2 separate regions of the Rattus norvegicus genome follow, and region 2 is linked to region 1. The links are chromatin contacts, called in public Hi-C maps. All regions are on one chromosome and are shown on one strand. The core of a region is the stretch at or near the end of the contact, and the rest is flanking DNA. Distances in the headings are between cores, read along the strand shown.

Region 1 (5,931 bases), core at 1,694-4,193:
CCCTCCTTAGATTCAATTTATTTCCTTCAGGCTGTAGATGCTCATTTGCAAGCAGTCAGTTCAGAAGGCTCTCCTTCACGCTGGTAAGATTAAAGTATTGTCATGTATGAGCTTTGAACATTTACCTGCCACATCCTCCCCCTTGTGGTCATAAAGAATATTTTTGAATGGCCTGACAAAACCATAAGGAAAATCAATCACGTGTGTGTGTGTGTGTGTGTGTGTGCGCGTGCGTGCGTGCGTGCGTGCGTGCGTGTGTGTATCAATCATCTGGATTAAGCTCAGTAGAGGTTTTGCATATAACCTTAGGTTCCATGCTTCAAATAAATTTAGTGAATTTGAGGCAAGTCTGGGATATTAAACTAAATAAGATATATAACACTGGATTCCAGGGCTCTCACTCTGGCTTTTAAGTATGTGGAATAAGAAGAAAAGCAAATACTTACCTTTGTTGTTGTTGTTGCTTCAGGACTTTTAGACAAAGTCTTGCTATCTTAGAGACCCATTCATTCTGGAACTCACTATATAGTCATGGCTGGCCTCAAGCTTTTGGCTATGCTAGGCCAACTTAATCTTTTTAAAATAAGATCTTGCTGTGTAGCCCAGGCTGTCCTTGAACTCCTACTTCAGTCTCAGAGACAAATGGCACACCAGTTTACATGAATACACTGGCTTCAATTATCTTCACCTGCCTTCCTTACTTCTTGTTATAGTCAATGTAAGGTGCAACGGTTTCAACTTTTGTTTTAGTGTTTAGTATCTGTCATTCCTCTTGATGTTCTTTCTTCAAGAAACTGTGGCAGAATAACTGTTTTCAGGGGGTCAACAATCTAACTTTGGCCTTGGCAATGTAGTTTCTTAGGTAATTTCTTCAAGTGCTAGATCAGTAAGGATATAATGACAAGTGTAATTTGATGAAGAGAGGCGAGAGGTTCCTTTTTGATTTGAGACTCCTATGTAGCCTGTTACTGGTAATATAGCCCAGGCTGGTCTAGAACTTAAAATGTTCCTCCTGAAAGCTGGGATGAAGTTTGTGCCACTAAACCTGATTTAAGGGATGATGAGTATGGACTCATGGCCTAGTACCTTCTAGGCTAGCACACTTAACAACTCAGATACAATTCTAGTCCTTTTACTTTTTGAGACAGTCTTACTATGTAGCTATGTTAAAATCAGACCCTCCACATGTCTGATAGAACACAAGCATTTATCACACGAGGACATTTTTTTTTTTCGGAGCTGGGAACCGAACCCAGGGCCTTTAGCTCTACCACTGAGCTAAATCCCCAACCCCACACAAGGACATTTTTAAAAATGTATGTAATTGTAATGTCTGTCCTAACTTAATTTTATTAACCCTTTTTGAAACAGGTTCACCGTCTCTTAGTGTCATCAAGCTGCTTTCCAACTAATTATATCACCAAAGGTGACCTTGTATTTCTGATTCTACTTCCTCCCAAGTGCTGGAGGCTTACAGCACCATTCCCAGCTATCTTTCCTTCCCTTCTTTTCATAATGTAAACTGTATTTTATCTCCTAATTTCACCACTTTCTTCATTACTTGTTACAGTGATGACTACTTTCACTTCTTTTTCTTTGAGATAGTCTCATGTAGCCCATTGGCCTGGAACGAGTGATGAAATCAAAGATGGCCGCTGGAATCACAGAACTGTACAACCACTTCCTACCCAACTATTTTCTATTTATATCAAACTGCTTACCTCCAAAACCAAGTTCTATTTCACTGTCTTTGAATCACTGAACTGTTTTTACCACCATCGAGAAAAACTTGACACAACATTTGTTCAGGTTTTGTCCCTGAAAGTCTCTGGACAGACACACCTCACATCTGTAATCCAGGCATTCGAAAGGGTCAGCCTTGAGTTTGAGGACAACAAAAGCTACAAAACCACCACATAGCTAAGGCTAGTAAAACACTGGGGTTGGGTGGGGTGGTGCAGCCTTTAATTCCAGCACTCCGGGGATAGACTGGCGGGGGATCAAGGCCAGCCCGGTCTATATAGCTAGTTCTGTGACAGCCAGGGCCATATAGAGAGACTCTCCCCATGCCCAGCCATTTACACCCCGTCTGAAACCTTGTCTTAAAAAAAAAAAAAAAAGTCACAGTATAACTAACACCTGGCAAGTGCAAGGTTTGAAAAAGAGTCGCCTCTGGCCCAGCAAACCTTAAGAGCTCACGTAAGAGCCCTCATCCTTCTCAAGACAGTCTTTTTTTTTTTTAAGATTTATTTATTTTGTGCATGTGAGTACACTGTAGCTGTCTTCAGACATACCAGAAGAGGACATCAGATCCCATAAGACCGCGCATATACAGGTGTGCATACTTGAAGCTATGAATAAACGGTGAGAACAAAGGTCCCCTTATCAACGCCTGAGGACAAGATGGCGCCCGCTGCAAGTAGCGGCCTCGGGAAAAACTCCCACGCGCCTACCAGTGAGCGCGCGAGCTCGCGCCCCCGGTACTCTCCAGTAAATTCGCGTGCACTGGAGTATCCAATAAACGCTACAGTTAAGTCCTAACCCGTTTCCTCCACGCCCCTTACACATGCGCTACAGGGCTTCATCCGGAGCCGACGACGCAGGCGCAGGAGGCCCCTCCTTCTGCGCAACTGACGCAAGGAGACTGTAATCGGTTCGTAATTTATCCCGTGTGACCTTGAGTCTTTCCTGCCTCAAGGACCGGGGCTGTCTGAAGTAATGCCTGTACGTCTCTCTTCTCCCGCTCCCTTCTCACTGTTCCCACAGCCCCAGAAGCCGTGATGAAAGAACGGAAATTTTCAACGATCATTCTGAGGAGCGTGCTCGCGGCGTGCGCCGATTCCGGGAGCAGCAAACAGGAAGTTTCTGGTCAGGCACTACGCTAGGTGCCTCAGCAGAACAGCGGGCTTCATTGCTGCAGCGGCCAGCCCCCGCCCCCCCACCCCACGTGGTTGGAGGGTTCCAGAAGCGTAGCCACCGCCGTGCACGCAGCTCCGGGTCTGTGGGGTGTTTGTTCTTGCCCTCGTAGCCCTCTGTCCAGCCGCCATGATAAGCGCCAGCAGAGCCGCGGCCGCGCGTCTCGTGGGCACCACAGCGTCCCGGAGTCCCGCCGCCGCCCGTCACCAGGTGAGGAGCTGCCATGCCTTCCGGTAGGGGCTCCAGGCCCCGACTCGAGTAAGGCAGGCCTTGCCCTTCGGGGTCAGACTCTAGGAGAAATCCGGAGCGTAGGAAGGTAACGGACCTTCGATAGTCTTTGTTGGCCTTCTTTGAGGGCTTTAGCCTCGAGCTATGCTGAGTCACAATCCTTGGCGTTCTGAAGTCTTTACCCCAATAATTCACGACGTAGTGGCCCTCTAACCTGTAGCACATTGGATGTGCTTGGTCTTAGACAGTAGGTATAGTTTACTGGAAACGCAGAACTATGTACGCTAGACTGTTGAGGGTTGATGGACAGTTTCTCTGCTGTAAATATTCAAGAATGTCGCTGCTGTGAAGAAGTGGGGGGTATCCACATTAGGAACTGAAAATTAAATTCCAACATTCCAACTCCATTCTTTGACTTTTCACTTTATATTTTTGAGAAAGGGTTTCTTTGTAGACCTGTCTGCCCGGGAATTAACTTTGTGGGCTTCACAGAGACACCCCCACATCCCCGCGCCTGTCTCTTCCCCACGAGGGCTGAGATTGAAGGCGAGCACACCCAGCTCCAAAGATAGAGAGGTTTTTTTCCTTCGATTTACTTGTGATTTATAATAACAAGTAGAAAAAAGATTTTGATCTGAAATAAGAAAAAGTACGTCTTTGGAGATTGAGACCTGAAACTCTCCAAAATAATTGTTTGACCAGGCCAGTGGAAATGTATCTGAGAACTTTAAATCTCTACTTGCAGTGCACACGTTATTGAAGTGAGGTGTACAGGGTTGTGAGTTTATTTTGAGACAGGGTCTCACTGTGTAGCCCTAGCTGTTCTAGACCAGGCCTGTCTCTGGCTTTGAGGTTTTAGGAATAAAGGCATTTGCCATTAGGCCAGTCAACTGAATTTTGAAATTTTTGGTGTCTCCTTAATCAGGTGTTCAGCAAAAGTGGTTCTCGCACACAGTCTCAGTGTCTCTCTCCCTCCCTCCCCCCTCCCCCTCCCCCCTCCCCTCACGGGAGTTTGTGTTCGAGCAAGGCACTTCTGCCCACTTCCAGGTTGTCCTAAATTGAGTGACAATTTATGGGGGGCTTGTTGGTAAAGGCCAGAGTTGCTTCTAAGCATCACAGTTTGTCACAGCAGATACTGGTACAAGATAAATAATGTCAAAGTTGTACATCCATTGCAATGTAATTTTTTTTTTCTTTAGTGGTGGCAATTCAAGACAATTTTATGTACGCTTAATTTTACCAGACAAGTCTGGAAAACTTGTAGATATGTGATCTGTAATCTATGTATTTTACATACTAAGGACTAAAAGTTGCATGAGTTTTTTCAGAATAATTGGAAAAAAAACAAGAGTCTTTGTAGTTGGTGGCTGATGCAATATTTTTTCTCCCCAGGATGGCTGGAATGGCCTTAGTCATGAGGCTTTTAGATTTGTTTCAAGAAGGGATTATGCGTAAGTATAACCTCACTCTCTCTGAGAAAAACACACATTGAACCTCAGCTATGATGGGTGTATTTGTTAACATGGAACTATTCCTCTTTATCGCTAACTATTCGTTTGTATTTGTAGTTGATTTAGTGTGCCACTGTTAACACCAACATAAAACAGTTCTTCCTGACATTGGAGATCATTGTTAAGATGACCATGGTGTTTCATTTCTTACAGGTCAGAAGCAATCAAGGGTGCAGTTGTTGGAATTGATTTGGGTACTACTAACTCCTGTGTGGCTGTTATGGAGGGCAAACAAGCCAAGGTGAGAATAAATTGAAGCCCGGGGTCATTTAGATATCTAGTACATAGGAATGGCATTAAGTACACAGGAATGCTAAATCGGAGCCCAGCTTGATGGTGGACACCTTTAATCCCAGCAAAGTCAGAGGGATCTGTGAGTTCAGGATAACGAGGGCCACACAGAGAAACCCTGTCTTACAAACAAGCAATGATGTGTTTAGTTTGGTGCTGGTTTTTCCTCCTGAGATACTGTATCCTGGGCCAGCTTCAAGGGTACAGTATTAAGTGCTAAGATCACAGGCATTATTAACCACTCTAGGCTTCTAATTTGCATTTAAAGCCTGCTTTTGCCCCACTGCTCCCCTCTGCCCCAAGCTGAGGACTGAACCCAGGGCCCTGTGCTCTACCACTGTGCTAATCCCCAACCGCTTTTGCTTTTTTAAGACTTAGGAATTAACCTTTGGGTGTTCATAATTAAATGGATCTAACTTCCAAGAGTACAAGTGAAACATGGACTTTGGGGAACTGGTGGTGATGTCATTAGAGGACTTGAAATGGCTTGCTGTGTTAGGAGTCCAGCAAGACTGGAGGTCGGAAGCTTCTACTCACTAGAAACAAGGAGAGCTCCACATTTGTGTTATGTAAAGGTTGTTGAAGCCTCTTCAGCAGAATACACAAACTTTCTTTTGAGTTGTCAAGGCTTAGAGCTCCTGGGAATCTATAGTTGTCCTGCTTCTTTACCCATGCCTGCACTGGGTACCGGCTGAAACCCCACATGTTTGGTACTAACATAAGCCCTTCCGTTGTCCTCATTTATGCTGTTCTCTATTTTTTTGTCTGAAATTTTAGCTTCTGTATGTAATTAACAGTAGTCATAATAAAGGTGGTATGGCTATAGTCTTCTGCGTATATTTGAAATGGTATTTTTGTAGGATTCACAACAATAAAACATGCCAGTTTAGTGCATTATCCTTTCAGCATTTTTATTTTAAATACAGTTTAAGCTGTGGTTGTATCTCAAGTCTTGGCTACCAAGAGTCCAGTGGTGACTAGTACT
Region 2 (5,513 bases), core at 443-2,942, 300 kb before region 1:
TATAATAGTGAAAGGGAAACAAGCCAGAGGGCCAAGGAAACTGTGCTAAGAGGAACAAGCTGCAAGCTGCACACAGACCACCATGACAGGAGGGCAGACTCAGATGGGGTGAGAGGCAAATATACAGCAAACATGAAGGGCTGCAGAGGGTGGCAACATTAACTTCCCCTTTGATGCAACACATGGCCGCTCTCAGGAGTTATGTCAGTTAAAGACATGGTATCCTGCCAACAACAGAACGTGACATAGTAGGTGCAGAAAGTTCTATTTCTTATAGAAGAGCTAGAACAAACAGCAAATGCAATCTCTTTTAAGACGTACACTGGGACCAGGTGTAGTGACACACGCCTTTAATTGCAGCACTCAGGAGGCAGAGGTAGGCAGGTCTCTGTGAGTTCAAGGCCAGCCTGGTCTACAGAGTTCCAGGATGGCAGCCAGGAGTATACCAAAAGGGAGGGAAGGAGGGAGGAGAGAAGGAGGGAAGGAAGGGAGGGAGAGACAAATGGAGGGAGGGAAGGAAGGAGGAGGGAGGAAAGAAAGGAGGGAGGGAGGGAGGGAGGGAGGGAAGAGGACTGCAACATCATCATAGGCATCTTTTAAATCCAAATTCCCTCCATGACAACTAAACAAACATATACTAAGCCTGCAATCATTCAAGGTCTTAATGTTGAAACTAGTTTTTCTGAACCCAAGATTAATGTGGAAGATAAATCTTGTATTGCAAAGGTGGGAAAGTCAAAAGGGAAGAAAAGATTCTGAGTTAAAAAAAACCTACAACCCAGTGTTTTCCATATTATTTAGATCTCATCCCTGTTTTGGTGTGGTTAACACTTTGGAGGGTTAATACATCAGACTCAGTGATGTACTCTATAAAAAACATCATCTAGATACCTATGTTTTCAAAAACAAACCCCAATTTTATTAAATTTGTACACACTTTCCCCCCATCTGTGATCACAACCAGAGAAGGTATGACAAAACAAAGGAAGTACACCTACAGAAGTTGGCCATGACTGTTCATCTCAGGAAACCTGGCATGAGAGATGGACTTCTGGGCAGACCTGTGAGGTGGCGAGTTTCACCCACTGTGGGCAGCACCACTCCCTGGGTACGAGGAGAGGAGCCAGGTGGTGGTGGCTTTTATCCCCGCATTCAGGAGGCAGAAGGTCTACAGTGTGAGTTCTGGGATACTCGGGGTTACACAGAAAAAACAAACCCTGTTTTGGGGGAGGTGGAGTAAGTACGATTACTCACTCTGCTTCCTAAGCATATAAAGTGACTGGCTGCCAGGACTTCTCTGCCATAACAGACTGTACTGTTGACCCGTGGACCCTTTTCTCACATCAGCAAGAAAACAAACACAAAAACACAACAGAAAACCAAACCGCTAACATTCCCTCTAGCCACCACGAAGTCACCTCAAGTGCTGCTTCTTTCCTCCACAGAGAAATTCTTGCCTACAGTTTCGCTTATTTTATTATAAATTTTTTTAAAAAACACAAAAATCCTTTTGTATGAAAATCAGACCGGGCAGGGAATAAACATTTTAATGAGAGTTAATACTGACTGTTAACTTGAAGGGATCTAAACTCACAAGCAGACCAGCCTACGGGCACAGCTGTCAGAAACTACTTAGTTTGGGTTAACCGGGGCGGAAAGACCCATCCTAACTGGGGAGCACCACTCCACAGGCTGGGTCTTAGACTGAACAGAAAGGGGGATGGCAATGCAACCCAGTCAGACCCACTGCTGGGAGGTCTGGGCCCCAGAGGGCTTACTAAGGTTTAGTTAAACTGGTGTCACTGTGGCCCCCAACACTTGTTTACACTCACAGAAGTACTCAACCTCAGAGACCTTTTCTTGCAATAAATACAAAGACACTCTGTTGCCCAAGATGGTGAGAATAAGGCATGGTTCAGTGCTGAGCCCTAAACGGGATGTTCATCCAACCTCTCTAAGGCTTGGAGAACATCATGGAAGAGGGGACTCAAAGAATGCACTAGCCAGCAGATAAAGAGAAGGCCTGTGAAATCTTCTGGTTATGACAGCCACTGCCTGCACTGGGCCTATCAAGAGTGGAGCACGGGTGGGGGAGGGTCCACAGGCTCACTGTTAGCTACTGGTTGGTTCTTGGTTCTCGGGGAAGGGAAGCCACACCCACGTGGTCCTCACCGCTCCTCACTCACATTACTAATCATTGTGTTCTTCAGCAAGCTTATGACAGATCAAAAACACATAAGAGGCAGGCATACAAAATTCTCATGCTCTCTTCAAGACAATAATTCTATGCTTCAACTCACTAAATAGAAACTGGCTCAATAGTTTTGCTAAGTCAGGCCCTCTTAAACTCATTTATTTGCAAAAATGTTGAACCCAGTCACTAGATAAATAAAAGTGGACCTGCCAAAGAATTTAATTTCTCTTTACTGGTCTTATGTTTTATAATAAATAACCTTAAAAAAATCCTGCCTGGATCCCACTAAATGCTGATAGTTAATCCCTTTTGTTGTCTGATTTGAAAAATGTTATATGAGGAACATTTTTATTTTATTATATTTTACTTTACTGTGAGAAAAAAAATGAAAATCCCTTGAGTCTAACTCAACAAACACACTCACTTTAATTTAAAAAGACTAAGAATGTAGTATTTATCCAGAGGGAAGTTTGCATTTAGATTTGCAAATTTGTTGTTTGCTTTAAAATGTGCTGTGAAGGTAGAATGTTCTCCCTAAGCCTATGAAGAAGAATAATCCCAAACTTCACTGGGAAAAACAACAGAAGGCCAAGATTCCCAGAAAGGCCCATTGCTGCAACAATGTGCCCGCAGATGAATTTTCTGTTTTAAAGTAGCAGCATCTGCAATTTGGCAGTCCTGCAGCAACACTGTTTACCCTGCCTTCCTGCAGCTCAACAGCCCGCACCAGTGCTTTCTCAAGTTAGGCCAAAGCTACATCTGGAGGAGTACATGCAAAGCCAGGGAGACATTGGTATGCAGAGCACAGTCCCCTTTATATAGGTCACTGCTGGAGGACGGTGCTGTGCATGTACTTAAGTCTGCTTCTCTTTCAAGCCCCATTGCCACTCACATTCCAGCCTGTGGGTCCCTGGGGTGACAGGTAGTTTTAGCTCGACAAGAACCCAGTCACTAAATCTGCCCACAGCCAGTAGCCTCAGGAAGCCTGGCATTTCCAAGAAGACAACACCGCCAGGGGCAACAGAGTCCATGTTAAATGGAAAATGCATTTAGTGTTACTCAACTCTAAGGAGATAGGATTGAAATTTATTTCTGTGAGCTAAACACTGAATTGCATTTGACAGACATGTTCTATATGAATGCAATTTACTATGTCATTACCAGTTTATGTTTATATAATGAAATCAACTGTTTTTGTGAGGTGAATTACCCAGATTTATTTTTTGCAAGTTCATAATTAAATGGCACTTAAATATTTCCTCTCTGTTTTCTATCTGCACATCATGCAGACATGATCTTTGGGAAAGTAGTCAGTTAAACTATGATCATTTCAGAGACAGACGCTTTCCACGAAGGGAAAGAGAATTCTCTATAATAAACTAGCTGAGCGAGCTGAGGCTTCTCCCCTGAGTTTCACAGGCTTGTACAAGTGACCAGTGACACCAGAACATAGGGCTAACCTAAAGTAGCAGGACACACAGGTCATAGCCAGAGGGCTGTAGTATACAACCCTCTGTGAAAGGTTTGGCCAGCCCAATAACTAGTGCTTCCAAAACAGACACCAGCCCTGCTATGAGGGATAGAGCTCCAGTTAGTTCTAACTCCCCGTACTCGGGACACAAGTGTAGAACTTTGTAAAACTGGAAACCAGCATGTTATTGATAAGAGTTTCCTTTCCTGGATTTAAAAGTGTTTTGTAATTATGACTTGGACAATAATTATACGTGCCACTTTAGGGAAACAGTTCATTACCTGAGACAGCCAAGAAGTCATCAATGGAAGTAATGTCATCAACAGCATCTGTGAGAACACGGACTTGTTTTTCCCACTGCTCTTTAAAAAGATCCATGTTCTCTTGGGCCAGTTTACTCTGTGGCTTTGCCGCTAAAGCCAACGCAGCATTGATAACCTGCGGAGACAGTAAAGTAACGCGCATAACTCACTCTACAGTCATGTAAGCCAATCACATGGGGTGATAGGGGAAGGCACGACACCATGTGCTCTACCACAGTCATACACAGGAAACACTGAAGAGCAGGCCTTAGGCTTTAGCACTAAAGTTGATTTGGAAACAGCAGGCAATTGTAAAATAAGCGAAGGCTCCCTCTACTTTAGCCAATCTGTGAAGGCAATTCTACGATTTTTCCTCTAAGATTGGTTTTATGTGTATGAGTACACTCTAGCTGTCTTTAGACACCAGAAGAGGGCGTTGGATCCCATCACAGATAGTTGTGAGCCATCATGTGGTTGCTGGGTATTGAACTCGGGACCTCGGGAAGAGCAGCCAGTGCTCTTAACCACTAAACCATCTCTTTGGCCCCCATTTCTATAATTTTTGACATTAAATTCCAAGTTTTTAAAACATTCATAGAAATGTACCATCAAAAATTATATAATTAAAATTATATGCTACATATAATTAACTATGCTGCTTCTTTCTTTTAAACATTCAACATCATTAAGTATATATTAAAACATTATTATTCCATTTTATAGGTGTCTTACGTTACTCTCCTACTGTGGCAGTATTTAGGCTTATCTCAGTCATCCGTCACTATTACAGAAGCAGCAACAATGTCTAATAATGCTTAATACCCAGTACCAAATGCCGACTTATCGGGCTTCATTCATCATAGAGATACTGTGTTCCAATTCCAAGGACTCTTTTCCCTTTGTCATTTTAACACAGGTATCTCTGACGTATAAAAATCCCATAGAAAAGTATACAGTCTGCTACATTAATTAAGAGTCTAGCACTGGGGACACAGCCCCCTGGTAGAAAGTTTGCCTAGTATGTGCAGGGCTCTGAATTCCAGCCTCAGCACATACACAGGCATTTTATTGAGATATCATTTATAATTCATAGAATTCATCCATTTGAAGTATAAGACTCAATGACAACTGCTATAATCACAGCAATACTGGATTCAGTCCACCATTCAGCTTCAAATGCTTTAGTAACAGGGAGTAAGTCCTCCCCGTGGTCCTCTTCTCTCTTACTCCATCTTCTATGACTATTAAGTTATTCCCTACCCCAAAAATAACAAGTGGCAAGGGTGCACTGTCCTCCTTCTCACCTCCAGGAGAAAGCACCTAGTCTGTGCGAGCCAGGGACACAGCGTTAGCCACTTCCACTCTTCACGGTAGCCTACACTGAGGGCGTTTTCTTCCATTTATAGTTTCTAAACACGGCTTAGGGAGACAAGAGGTACTTCTCTTTTAACATGGCTGCTGCGAAACAAACTCAGTCCCTTTTTGAGTCTCTTACCTGCTGAGCCATCTCCCCAGCCCTATCACCCACCTCTTCATAAAGCACTTT

Evidence for each region. Hi-C and Micro-C count contacts between places; a contact is called where the count stands out from the background.
Region 2: a Hi-C map of Schwann cells shows a contact between it and region 1, with 2.9 times the contacts expected there. The contact joins the enhancer-like site here to the promoter of Hspa9 in region 1. A contact is called at or near these places in 1 of 12 Hi-C or Micro-C datasets (Schwann cells) and 1 of 1 datasets of contacts at active chromatin or transcription factors (oligodendrocytes).

The regions. Positions count from the first base shown.
Region 1 is chr18:26,825,410-26,831,340 of GRCr8, reverse strand. It overlaps Hspa9 (heat shock protein family A (Hsp70) member 9), which reads left to right and starts at 2,943. Exons shown (of 17, transcript NM_001100658.2): 1 at 2,943-3,126; 2 at 4,537-4,595; 3 at 4,809-4,896. The coding sequence starts at 3,046.
Region 2 is chr18:27,120,425-27,125,937 of GRCr8, reverse strand. Ctnna1 (catenin alpha 1) reads right to left here. Exons shown (of 18, transcript NM_001007145.1): 11 at 3,947-4,103. Among named protein-coding and RNA genes, the nearest start is that of Lrrtm2, 26 kb to the right of the region's middle. Within about 2 kb of position 1,692, at least 7 of the 93 cell types and tissues checked have an H3K27ac peak or open chromatin away from gene starts, as enhancers often do. A contact at or near this core is called in Schwann cells, where this site is marked.